2 separate regions of the Gossypium hirsutum genome follow, and region 1 is linked to region 2. Evidence: chromatin contacts called from public Hi-C data. All regions are on one chromosome and are shown on one strand. The core of a region is the stretch at or near the end of the contact, and the rest is flanking DNA. Distances in the headings are between cores, read along the strand shown. Region 1 holds the start of LOC107955439 (chromatin modification-related protein MEAF6). Region 2 has its middle 6.0 kb from the start of LOC121204114.

What was found. Hi-C and Micro-C count contacts between places; a contact is called where the count stands out from the background.
Region 1: a contact with region 2 is called in a Hi-C map of leaf, with 5 times the contacts expected there. The contact joins the promoter of LOC107955439 here to the enhancer-like site in region 2. A contact is called at or near these places in 8 of 34 Hi-C or Micro-C datasets (anther, leaf, petal and 1 more).

The regions. Positions count from the first base shown.
Region 1 is chrA07:95,659,446-95,666,579 of Gossypium_hirsutum_v2.1, forward strand. LOC107955439 (chromatin modification-related protein MEAF6) reads left to right here and starts at 5,871. Exons shown (of 6, transcript XM_016891229.2): 1 at 5,871-6,108; 2 at 6,199-6,293; 3 at 6,394-6,497; 4 at 6,710-6,803. The coding sequence starts at 6,090. LOC107956880 reads right to left here and starts at 4,018. Exons shown (of 3, transcript XM_016892367.2): 1 at 3,896-4,018; 2 at 3,758-3,816; 3 at 3,185-3,456. The coding sequence starts at 4,001. The coding sequence ends at 3,286.
Region 2 is chrA07:95,618,062-95,625,547 of Gossypium_hirsutum_v2.1, forward strand. No RefSeq gene overlaps it. Among protein-coding and RNA genes, the nearest start is that of LOC121204114, 6.0 kb to the right of the region's middle. Within about 2 kb of position 6,215, at least 2 of the 9 cell types and tissues checked have an H3K27ac peak or open chromatin away from gene starts, as enhancers often do. A contact at or near this core is called in leaf, where this site is marked.

The DNA.
Region 1 (7,134 bases), core at 4,621-7,120, 41 kb after region 2:
AAACATAGTTACTAAAGCATCAATATCAATTCCTTATATGATTATAAGCAAACTCACATATTCACAACTTATATACAAACCATTTTTGACCATTTCTAACATTGAGTAAAACATCCCTAGGTACATGCCATTGGCAAAATAGAAAAGACTATACAAACTTAGGTTGAATCGATGCTATTGTCTAGATGCTAACTTCACTTTCCCGGGGCTTTGAGAATACTTGTACCAACATACGAAACAAACAAACCATAGCTGAGAAAATAGATACATATAACATAAGCATTAACAATATGTTTCAAGACAAATCATGCATACATGTGCTCAATATCTAACCAAATCATGTTCCAAAGTGTCAACCATTTTCCATCATCAATCTATATGTGTAAGCATACTAAGACATTATCAACCAACTTATCCAACAATGCACATAAATGACCAATTCCAACTTGTTTATTGTTTACCAATCTTTCAATATATATTAAGAATCAAACACATAATTATGTAACTTTACCACATCTTATTAACACCATATTACTCATGTTCCATGGCAATAATCTCTTTTACTTTTATTTCATACCATTCAACTTATTTATGGAGTTTGTCAACTAATTCGCATTTGTCTCGACCTCTAGGGCTTATTTTCTTTTAATTTGCATAATCAACTATATGATTTCAGTATTCCACTCATATTTAAGCATAAATTAGTCCAATAACATCAATTGTTATCACATTCATATTGTTTACCAAACTTACATTTTGCAACTCTTATTAATCTAACTCAGACTTAAACGAATACTTGGACTGTCCCACCAACACACCAAACTGGCATCGAAGTGCATTATCAAATAAACCGAAGTAGGATAACTGGCATGTAACATGTATATTGGTGCATAAAACACATTATTAGTGCACAAAATGCATACTGCACACAGTGCATCCCCCCTCACGAAGTGCATCTTGGGGCATTAGCACATAACCCACACACAAATCAATCCTATGGCATACCAACTATATCCAACTCAGCTCGACTAGTTACTAGGGTACCAATGTTCAATTCCGTTTATAATTTAGTACATGTATCATTTCTCAGTAAAATCCACTATCACAGTCCAATTTATTAACATGTCAAATATATCTCATATCATTCTATAAATTTTCACCCAATTTCATAGCACATCATAATTCAAGCAATTCATGTTATTTTACATTTTATTCAATTTAGTTATCTATCTCGGTAATTCACATTCAAGCTCACTCCAATAGTATAATTTACCACTATATACTCACCTTGACATTCCCATGTGCAGATAACATGAAAATGCAATCAATTAATACGACCTTAAGTCATAAATGTACAAACTAGAGTTTTCGATCACTCGTCGATCATTTTGGCTTTTCCTTTCCCTCTTGAATGTTCCACTTCGACGTTAGCTACGTATATTCACAAAACATATCAAATAATCAATTTCCATCCGATTCACAACCAAATATTAATTCATGCATATTTTGCAAGTTATTCAATTTAGTCTCTAAAATCGGGACTAGCATAACTTTCATTCTAAAGCTTCGGATTAAAATTCGATTTCACATTTATTCATTAAAGACCTTATATTTTATATTCCTTTTTAATTTTTTATAATAGTTTTGTATTTTATTCAGTTTGTCCCTAATGTACAAAACTAACAATTAAGGTTTACAATTTAGTCCCTTTTCGTAAATTAAGCTTAAATTCTATCAATTTCACACCTAAATCATTCAATTCTCAACAATGGAAACTTACCAAAATTTCACCAATTGATCAAATTGATCCATGAGTTACCTTAATCAAGTTCCCATGATAAAAAAATACATAAAAATCAAAGAAAAATGGCTAGAGACTTACTTGAAATTAAAATTGAATGTGAACTTAGGTTTTCAAAACGTTTCTTAAATGGTGGATAATGAGAAAGGTTGAAGATTTCCATCTTTTTCCACTAACATTTCCTATATATATTATGATTAATTTTAATTAAGATTAATTAATTAACTTAATCATGCTTAATTAAGCTTTAATCTTTAATTAACTTAAACTAATTACAATTAACATCACATCCCACTATCATTTATTTAGAATTGGTTTATTTCCCATTTTAATCCTTTGGTTAATTGTTATCAAAGTCCCCAAGTCTTATTCTAATTAAAAATTTATAATGATTAAACTTTTACAATTTAGTCTCTAAGCCTTATTAACCATTTTTTTTGCTAAATTGCTTAACTAAATTTCAATTAAACAATATAATAACTCTGTAAATATCTCTATTTAATATTAACAGACTCGGTTTATGAAAAATAGAGTTCCAAAACCGCATTTTTGACACCCCTAGAAATTGAGTCGTTACATATTCAATAAGCTTGGTCATCATCATGGCCTTACTGGACTTGTTGTTATCTCATGCTATCATTCATAACTTTTTTGTTTAATATGTCATTTTTATTTCATGTCATGTTATCGTAGATTTTTGAATATCTAATTTTGTATAAATTAAAATTATTTAACTATTTATTCTATATAGAAAAGAAAATCTTTATAATGTTAAATGTATTATGAAATGTTTGTGTGAGACTACAAGTGGTGTTTGTGTTTGTACAAGTGCTATCTGTATTATGACATGTTTGCATGAATGAAAATTGAAAACATATTTTATAACCGATTTTTTAAATACCATTCAACAATTGAAGAAAAATCAATGTTGTTTCGGTTGGATCAGATCAATTTGGAGAAGGGTTTTGACTCGATTGATCCAAAAACTAGTACGAATCAGTTAAACAGGGTAAAAACCCACTTGAACTAGATCTTAGTTTTTTTTTATGAATTTTTAATATTGTATTTAAGTGAACCGGACAAACCGATCAGATAGATCGGATCGACGAACTAAGCCTTACCGGTTTATATTGTCAAAAAAATATAGCACACAAGCATGCATAATGAGAAAATAAATGTCAAATAAATCCTAATAAAAAGACAGATTTTGACTTGTGTTAATTTTGATATTAAGTAAATTGCTATTTTAAACACGAATTGAAAGTTTAAACGATAGGTTGATAAGTTTAGGAGTTGTGGATTTTTTTTTCTTTCATTATAATTTTTAAATTTGATTTATCCACTCTATCTAAATTACCATTCCATAAAATAAAAAATAAAAAATAAAAAACATTTTCTTAATTATAAAAATTAATATTAATTTTCTTTTAATTTTTAACAATAAATAGGGCTATTGTTGGATAAGAAGATTAACAAATTAGGGTTTAAAGTTTTGGAGTTTTTTTGTTTTCGGGTGGAGGTGAAAAGGGATCATGCTTGTGGCTGGCACCAGTTGGTGCATAATCTGTGATTTCCATTAGCATCCTTTCTCCATTGAAATCATGTCCTAAATATTCCCCAAACATTTCCTCAGCTTCGATTGATTTTTCCACATCCTGCAAAATACAATCTTATTATTAAATTTATATATATTCAGCTAATGTAATTTAAGTGCTAATTTAATATTACTTCTCAAAAATATTTTTGAGAAAATATTAAAATTTTCTACTTCTATTTTTGGCCAAAATAGTGCTTTTGCAACACAATTTTCTGTCCCCAAAAGCATTTTTAAAAAGATTAAAAGTGTATTTTAACGCAAAAATGCTTCTAAGAAGTAATTGTAAACTAACCCTAAAAGCAAAAAGTTATTCGAAAGCATCCTCTTTTGTTTTAAGATTTGAAAGATAGAAAAATGACCTGAACAAGTAAATCTTGGACGGAAGAAGGGAATAATTCCTTATTTGAGTTGAGATTTCCTATAGAAATATATTACAGAACAAATTTTGTATAAATTAATTAACTAAAAAAACCCAAACTTAAAAATTAAGATATTACCCTTATTTGTTATAGGAACAGCAGCAGAAGAAATCATAAGGCAACATAAACCCAGAAAAAGCAGCATCAATCTAACATTAAAACCTTTGTTCTCCATGCTGATCATAAACAAAAAATGAGAAAAGAAGAAGAAATTTGGTGATGGTGGACTTGGTAATTACTACTTTATATAGAGTTGATTTCACATTAGTATTAAATTAAGTCAATTATTTTAAAATTTTAATTTAATTTTAAATTAGTAAATGCTATGGTTTTTGTTGTCAATTATTGAAATGGTAAGCAGTTTTACAACAACTCGGAGAATCAACACCTTCCATATATTTTATTTTAAAATGAGGAATAAAATCCTACCCATTAATTCATACTTTAAAAAGGTTTAAATGTGAAGTATTGATATATTTTTTTATAATTTCTAGAGTTTTTTATTTGAGGAAATTTTTTAAAACAATATAGATTTTGTGAATAAAAAACTTTTTTTTTCATTTATTTAATAACAAAATAAAAATGTGTTTTAAAAAAAAAAGTGAAATTTACTAGATATATATGTAAATTATTAGACCAATCTATGGGTCGGGTAGGGCCTTAACAAAATTCCAAGCCTGGCCTAAAAATGAGTCTAATTTTTTGCCCAAGCTCATCCCGGGTTATAGATGTTAAATTTGGAATTGGCCCGGCCCATATTAAAATTTTTTATTTTATTTTTATATAAAAAAATTTAAAAATACAATACATTAAAAATATTATAATAAATATTTCTCAACAAATTGAAAATAAATTTAAAAATGTCTTTACACCTAAACAACACTAAGATGGGTGCAATTAACAAGCAAATGCCTCTAAAATAGTAACAAAATTAATAACAAAGAAAGAGTTATACAATATCCAAATAATAACAATAAAATAGTAGCAACATAATAGTGAAATAACAGTAAAACAGTGAGAAAATAGCAAAAAAAAGTTACTTGAGGACAAAAAATTTTATTTTTTGCCTAAGCCCATTTTTCGGGCTTATATTTTTACCTAAACTCTCTCTTTTTTCAGGCAGGCCTTCCCAGCTCGGCCCATGGACAGGTCTACAAGTTATCAATATTTTATTTAAATATAACTTGTAATTTATCTACTGGATAAATATGTAAATTACTAAACTTATCAATTTATTTTTTAAAAAAAAGAGAGACCAACAATCTCTTTTTACCACATAACTAAACCTCGTCATGGGTTAGGCCAGGCCGAGTTGATGAAAAAATTTAGACTCGTTTTATAGACATGGGCCCGGCCCAACTCGAAAAATAGACCTAAATTTTGCCCAAACCCATCCCAAATAAAAAAAGCTAAACTCGAGCTCAACTGAACTTACCCATGTCAAAAAAAAATTATATATATATATAAACAAATTTAAAAAACATAATACATCAAATACATTAAAAGCATTAAAATAAATATTTCTTAACAAATTGAGAATAAAATAAGAATTATATAATATTTAAACAATAACAACAAAATAATAATAGTATAAAAACAAAATAACAGAAGCGAAAAACATTTTAATCAGACTTAGGCTAAGCTGAGCCTATATCAAAAAATTATTATCCGAAACTTTTAATATATATTTTTTATTTAAATTTATTTTTTGAACTTATATTTTTACTTAAATTACTCAGATTTTCAAGCGAATCTTTTAATATATACAAATAACCCGACCTATAGAAAAGTTGCAGACGTAAGTATAGCCTAGAGCCTCAAAACAGCGGAACCACAACAGACCACGCAATGAAAAGAGAATCGTCAAATAAAAAGTCAACCTTTTTTTTTTGTTTACTTTTTACCTTCAAACCAATTTACTAGGCGAATCTCAGCCGTCCAAGAGGTCATCATCCATTCAATCTCTTGGTCTTCTAGTTGCCTCGTAGCAAATTTTCTATTATGGAAAAAAAAAGGGTATTTCTAAAGCTAACCCCATCTAATAATCAAACTCGGTACAAATGGAGAAATTGTATTGGCTAGAAGATCTGACAACCTGATGTAGACAATTCGGACCCTTTTGGAAAACGGGGTCTTTTTCCTTCAAACCACGTTTGAATTTCGGAACCCGGTCCGAGTCCGACAAAGCTTTCATAATCAAGATTTTGGGAGAAACCCTAGTTTTAGATTTTTAGGGTTCTAAATAATCTCAAAAGTTTTTTCGCGCTAAAATATGGATCACAGTGGTAGCTGTTACGATACATTCTTATTTTTTTTCTAGGTAAATGTTTTAATTTCGATTGCTTTTCTTATTAAAGAAGAATTGAAATCTTGGTTTTCAGGTCAGAGAGGATCATCAAACCCGTCAGCTATGCTGGCTACTTTGCTTAGTAGAAGAGCTAAGCTTCAAGAAGAGCTTGGAAACATCGAGAGACAAGTAATTTCATATTCCCCCCTCCCCCCAATTTGGTTCAAATTAGATTATATTTTACATCACTGTTTCTGGTTTTGAATGTAAGTGGGAAAGCTAAATGCAGGTGTACGATATGGAGACTAGTTATTTACAGGATACAGGTCAATGCGGCAATGTTTTGAAAGGTTTTGAGGGGTTCCTCTCTTCATCTAATAAGAACACTGCCCTGTATGGAATGCCTGCTTTAACACTTTTTCCTTTATGTTTTTCCTCTACTTATGTGCCTATCTAATGTTATATTTTATATTATGCTTGTTTAGGATTTAAATCTGCAAAAATTGAACTTTTTAAAGTTCCATTCCTAGACATTGTCTGAAATTCCCTGAGATGAATTCAATTAAATGTAAATTTGTCTTAGGGATTTGTATGTTATGCTTCAGCCATTTATTGAAGTTGATTTGCAGCTCGAAGCGGTCCAGGAAGTTCCAGCCTGAAGACAGGCTATTCTCATTATCTTCGGTCGCTTCTCCGGTGGTGCGTATTCTTCTTTATTAAGTTGCTTTCCATCCTTTTCTTTTTTTCTTGTTTGCTGGCATAGCTACTTCCTGTTCATGTCAATTGAAGTGAAGTACATGAGATTGATTTCTCCAACTGCTTGGACCTAACTGATTACATTGTTATAACCGAAGAATGGGGCTATAGGCAATGTCAAGTTGCCTTACTTTATGTAGGATTTTGCATGTCCATTATAAGCATTTATGACTTTTAATAGGATGAAAATGTTAGAATATAAACGAGATAGCCTTTGCATTTTATCTATAGCATTTTCTTTGGTTGTAAAGGAGGGGGTGTTTCCTGTTTCTTT
Region 2 (7,486 bases), core at 4,965-7,464:
GATGTATGGTGGACATATAACAACTGTCTACTTTTGATGCTTGTTTATCAAGTGGAGTGAGGTTAAAGTTTTTATTAGACATTTACTTGGAACAAGTATGAATCGTGTTATCCTATCTCTTATTTTTAACATAAAAAAAATAATTATTTTTATTATATAATTTATGCGAATTTATACAATCTAAATGATACTTTCATTTTAGAGTCCATCATTTGTCTTTTTTTTAATAAAATACTATTATTAATAGGAACTATGAACAATAATAATACAAAGACATGACATATGATACAAACGATAAATAAATCACTACAAATTAATGTACAAACGTCATATCTGCAGGTACAAAAAAGGAGAAGGGCAAATTGACAATAACTGCAACACTGGAATAATTCAAACAAATCAACAATACATCAACTTGATCAAATCGTTAAAATTCGCATCCTAACCTCACCATCATCAAATCAACTCGACGATGAACACCGATCAACCAAGAAAAACTGCCAAAAACCCCCCAAGAGACCCACCTCATCAATGATGCATAAAAGATCAAGTCTTAAATTATCTATCCTCCTCCTATTATTTCGAATCTATCACCATCACTATGATCTATTATGATCTCTTTTATGTAAAAAAAAAAGATTTTGGTTGAAACAATAAATTAATATCTTAGATTCAAATTCTGCCATGTGTAAGTATTCTTCTAAATTTATTCTAGATTAATTTAAACACAAATCTACATATTTACATAATGTGAACTCAAATCTAAAATATCAAATTTACTATTTAAACGAAGACCTCATTGATCATGATAATGTTTGTCAGTACAGTTATACATAATTCTAATTTATTAATATATCAAAATTTATTTAAATATAAAATAGTTTATTTTTGGTTATTATATGATAAATTATACAAATAGATATGAATAAAACTCCATCTAACTTTTATTTCACATTTGGAAACAAACCCTTGCAAGAGTAAAAATACCATAAAATCTCTTGTACTAAGCTTTCGATTGTACTTAAGTTCCTTTATTAAAAAAGGGACAATTTAGCTCTTTAACGTTATATGAGTGAACAAAACAACCCATTTGTGTGCTTATATGTAAGGTATAGTAATAAATTTAGCCTTTAACTTTTACATATTTATTTAATTTAACCCCTATTCTTTTTTTTTGAAGTAAAATAGAAAATTTTAAACTAATCAGGCTAAAAGGTAAAAAAAAAAAACCTTAGTGACAAATTTTAAAAAATCAATTAAGTCCTTTTAAAAATTTAAAAATTATTAAAAGATCTTCAAAATTATAAAAAGTTATAAAAGATTTTATTAAAAAATAACAATACCGACCCAATAAAAGAGTAGGGGTCAATTTTTTTTTCAAAACCTTTTAACCATTAGATTTTAATGTGCCGATATTGTTCTTTTTTAATAAAAAAATTCTAATTTTAAAATTTGTATAACTTTTTTTATATTTTTATGATTTTTTAATAATTTTTAAATTTTAAAAAGGATTAAGTGATTTTTTTTAAAATTTGTTACTAATTCTTTTTTTACTCTTTAACCTTATTAGTTTCAAAAAAATTTAATTATTGAAATAATAGGGTCAAATTAAATAAATATGTAAAGATTAAGAATTAAATTTATTACTACACCTTATGTATAAACCCTGAGAGACTAATTTATTATTTTTTCAGTAAAAAAAAAGGTAAAATGGAATCTAAAATATAATAGAGCCAAGAATTTGCAGGAATAATTTCTTTCAATAAAGCCACTAGAACAAACAAAGAAAAGAGTATAGTACACCTCTTCCTCCACTAACAATTGTCTAATGCTTAATTAATGCCTAATTTAGAAGTTTAACCACCACGATACTCTAGCTGTCTTATCTTCATATGATGAGGCATAGATTCATTAGTTCTTTTTTAATGTAAGATTAAGTATTATGAAATTTAAAATGCAATGTAACTAAGAATATTTTAATAATTATTAGAATGTGAAGTACTAAGCTTTCTAAACAAAATCTATCAATATTATTTTAGGGTTCTGTAATTTGGGCAATTAATCTATCTATACTTTTTTTATATATCGACATTATTTCTAGTGTAGGAGGATATAGATTTGAGTGTGTTGAAGCGTGTTATCTTTCTATTTAAGGGTTGGAGTGGGTTTATGGATAATTTTAGACATTGTATAAAAAAAAACAAATATGATAAGAACTTTTAATGAGATTAATGTTTTACATTACATATAAGAATATTTTAATTAAAATAATGGTTTAGTTTAGTCAAGTATTTCATATAAATTACAATGACACGGTTTAAGCAAATTTACTTGTAACCTTCCTAACCCGACCTAGATGTTAGACCCGAATTCGAGAAATTATATTAGCTACCGAGATGGTCTAGCAGAATTACTGAAGTTTTTGAAAACAATTATTTTAATAGAAAATGTAGTTTAAAAGTCGTTCTACTATTCCTCAACGTTTTAATTATCATCTAGCAACGGAAAAAAATGGCATTTACTTACGTATTTAATAAAATCGGGATTCATGCATACTAATTAATAATCAAAGCATAATATCTTAAGAATTCAAATAAAATGTCATGTAGAATAAAAACAAACCTAAGTCCTAAATCTCATGCCGCAGTTTGAAATAAAATATTACAGTCCTTGAATAATAAAATAAAATAAATCAAAAGATTAAGCGTTAATAAATTGGTAATAAAATAGATAGTGCCAAGACCCCCAAGATGCCATGCCCGCATCCTAACATGGTGGGTTATCTGTAAGGATGAACATTTAAGGGGGATGAGCTTTGACGATAAATGTGAGTCCATTTACAATAAAATCAATGCGACAGTTATTAAAACATATTAATTAACATTGCATAAAATAATCATTGTTAGCAATACATTTCATAGTATTGGATTTTCAAGTGCAACTATCATTAATATGTTCTAACTCACAATAATAGTTTTCAGAGTTAACCAAAATTCTCAAATTTGCCCACAATAATCATATTCATGCATATATATCATAACATAATTTTCCAAATTTGTATACATATGATTTAAATGATGTCATACAGTTTTGAGTTTAAATAGAATAAATCCTACCCCACTGCTACACACCATAATGAGAGTTCCCCAAAACTCCCTTTTCCAACACAGGAGGATGTGGATAAACCACTACTGGTTCGCAAATAATAACTGCCACTTGGTTATAGACACACAGCAAGACATCGCCTTTGGCTTTGGGTTCACAGCAAAAGTCTTGTAAATGAAACCTGCTTTTTTATTTAGATTTTACAATGTAAACTCGCCGTTGGAATCGACCTTTGGTTGTGGATTCACAACAGTACCCGTAGATGGAATCTATCTTTGGCTATGGGTACACAACAATTTACAGATAAGAACTGTCGCATGACTTTGACTTTTCACTGCCATTTTTCTTGCAGATAAACTGCTTGATCTTCCTCCGTACATATCGTCTCAACCCATGCAATGCATTATGACATATTGAATTCAGACAAAATATGATAGTATTTAATGTACTAACACATGGAAAATCAGTAGCGAAGTCATGCTTTTATCAGGTATTCAGGTTAACAATATTGTAGTGCATGTCGTACATACATTCGCAAGTATAGATTCAATAACAACATAATATATTCATGTCTCATGAAAATATTCATAAATATAAATAAATACTATAATAAATTGATCAATCCTGAATTCTAGCATATTTCTTATCATCAGGGACCTAATTGCATAATTTAATTCACTAAAAGTAGTTCAGAACCTATTCAGGGACTAATCTAATAAGATTTCGAAGGTTTGACAAGAACGATGTTTATTCTAGAATTTTTAGATTCTACTTAATCAGAAATAAGAATAATTACTTATCTTTGATTGGATTTCGAAGGTTATCGATGATAAATTCAACGTTCAGAGGGAAGACGAGTTAAACCGTGAATTGATTTTGATTTGGGATTTCAAAAGATTAGTTTCCAACAAAGAATGTAAATTTTTTTTTTGAAAAGAAAAATGGGAATAAAAGAAAAAGATGTATTTGAAGAGAAGAGAGGAAAAATTCTAGTTAGAGTTGAAAAAGAAGTAGAAATTCACATGTAATTAGGAAAAGAAATTAAATAGTTACGATTCCAAAATTTTGAGGGGCTGAATGGTAAAATACCCCTTTTTACTGAAAATGAAGAAAAAGAAATTGGGGAAAATGAGTTGGGGTGACTTAAACTTGGATGCAAAAGTGCTTAATCTCTTTGGTTCTCTAATAAATATCCTAAGCTCTTAACCATCAAAATTAAGACTCATTTCTCAATAATTAATTAAATTTCTAACCCCATGTATTTTGCAGTGTTACATTACTTTATTACCATATATATTTTTAAGGTATAACGAAAAATTAAACATTTAACATTTACATATTCTATCCATTAGTCTCTCTATTTTTTTTAGTTAAATTTAACAAAAACACAAATTAAAATGTTAGATTTTTAACATGACAGCCCGTATTACAATATAGATAAACTGCATGCTATTTTTTAAAAAAAATTAGGAAATATATTTTTTTTATTTTTTAAATATTTTATCTATTTTAATATTCTAAATTGATAAAAGATATAAACCCACTATACTTTATTTTTAGTTATCCAAATTAAGTCTATAGTAGTATTTAATGTAGCCTTGTAGGGTTTGCTTGCTATAATGGAGGATAGAGGTAATTTTAAATTCCAGTTGATACTTATTCAAGTATGATCCAATTAATTTTAGTTGGATGCATGAATAGCCTTAGATCTAGATTTGATTTTTACTGATTTTTAAACCTCATTTTTAGTAAATAAATAGATCATGACCTTGCCATGCGTGATGTGTTTTGGACTTTCTTCTAAATTGCAATTAATAAACTTTTAATCTTAGTTTCAAAGTTAATTAAGAAATTTAAATCAAAGATACCTTTTAAATTAAATTAATGTCTTAATCCACCTTAAAACTTCATTTCCACACATCCATAGTTCAAATTAAAAAAAATTGAAGATATTTATGTGTAAATAAATATGTAACTATCGAGTCTTAGTTCAGTTGGTATCAATAGTATTAGTATTAAAGAATGTGGGTTCAAGTAGGAGCGAAGTTACAAAATTCCTTTTAGGGTGGAATTTAATTGTATATTCTTACGATGATAAAAATGTAATTTCACCATTTTAATAGCTTATATCTTTATAATTTTTAAAGTATTAAATCAAATTTGTATCATTTTTGGGGGTCAAAGTACAATTTTACCATTGCTAATTTAAAATTTTATATATTATAAAGGGGCCTAAATGAAAAAAAATCATTTTAAGGGGGCCGAGGCCCTTGCCAGCCCTTCTTGCTTTACCATTGAGTTAGAGGGCATTTAGACGCGTTTTATCCTCTTATTTAAGGGTTAAGAATGAGTTTGGATAGTTTTAAATATTGTATATAAAAAAAAACTCTCAAAATTTGAATTTTCTTTCGGTATTTATTTTTAACAACTAGAAATTCTATCACACGTATATGCATGTAAAAACCATGTACCTAGAACATAACGGGTTTTTTTTTACTTTAAAAATAATATACAATGTTTGAAGCTAATGATAATAACACATATGCAAATATATACAAAATTAAAATAAAAATAATTTAAATTGTCAGTAAAAGGGAATTTAATTATATTAAGAATATTAAATACACTCTAGTTGTTTATCATGGTATTGCCATTTTTTTTTGAGTTGGTATCGAGTTGACTCGGCCAACGATATTATCAATATATACAAACAATGTGGGTGAAACAAATTAAGTAATAAAATTAAAATGTATAAAATTATCAAAATAAAGCTTTTGTTGAAGTGATTAAAAAAAAGATTTTATACATGCTGGTGGCATAACTTTAAATCTCAACATTTGTAAGGGTTTTTTTAAATAATAAAAAAATACAAAAATATTCTCATAATAATATAACTTATTCAAAATATGTAAAATTATTTTAATAATTTATTTGATTGAATCGATGTCTAATTAACTTGCGACGTCAACTCAATTATACTACCAACCTTAACCATACCCATTTGAAATATAATACTAAGAAATATGGCCCAAATCTTCACATCTCTGTATAAACAGTCCCAATTGGTTTCACAGCCCATTTAAGCTGCCATATTTGACCCAAAGTCAAACAAGTGGACTGGCTGGAAAACTAATCCCAGCCCTTAATATCTAACTGTGCAATTGAGTCCAAACCTCCCAATATTGGACTGATCAAAATGGGTATAAAACTGGGTTGATGGCAGAAATTTCTTTAGAGAATTGAAAATTAAATTTTAAATTTTACGATAGTACTATTTAAATAGTCTATATTTTTATAATTTTTAATGAATTAATTTATTTTTTATTATTTTTAAGGGAACAAAGTGTAATTTTACCTTTACTAATTTAAAATTTTAAAAAATTAAAAAACTTAAATAGAATATTTTTCATTTTAGGAAGCTGAGTCCCCTACCAGCCACCCCTGGCTATGCCTTTGGTATAGAACAAAAAGCATAGAAAAACGTTTAAGTAAATTGAAAGAAAAAGAAAATGTTTAAAGGCAAATGGAGGGCTTTATACAGAGAATAGTTGAATCTTTCGTTTAATTGGTGATATCTAAGAGAGAGAAGAAAAATATAGATTGTTTAGAAAAGGAAATAGCCTTATTACTATGTAGGGTACACTTCATCAAAAGTCATTAAATTATTAGTAAGTTTATGTTTTGTTCACTCAATTTCAAAAAGTTATAAAATAATTATTAAATTGTTCGAAAGTTTTTATTTAAGTAATTGGGTTGTTAAGTATTTTTTAAAGGTTCGACTAACAAGTTTCAAATGATGATTTGATAATTGATATAGTGGATTAATACATATTGACGAGTAGAATAGCATATATACTTTAAATCCAAGTCGATTTAACAATTGGTGTCGAAGATCGGAGAAAAAACTGTTTGAATTTTGGTTCGTAAATTCACGACATTGAAATAAATTTCATGCAAAAAAAAGTTAAATTGTAGAAGAGAAGGGAAAGTAGAACTTTCGATTGATACAGACAGTGCAAACAGAAAATGTCATATAGCATTTTATAATAACTCGATGACTTAAATGAAAATTTTCGAATAAATTTAATTATCAAATTGTATTTTTTATAAATTAAATAATCAAAATGAAACCTACTAATGACATTTGACGTAACTTATCCTATTATCTAAGAGAGAGCCTTTTTGTTAAAACTCGTTGGATTGTTTGATTTGACTTATCAAGTCAAAATAATATTTGGAGTTGTAATTACATATATTGGAAAAATGTTCATGAGCTTTTCAAAAATTGAGAATTTAGTCGTATGTATTTGTATTTTTCGTAATTTAATCCTTTTATTTTCATATTTTTAAAATTTAGATTTTTTTATTAAATTGGTTGTTA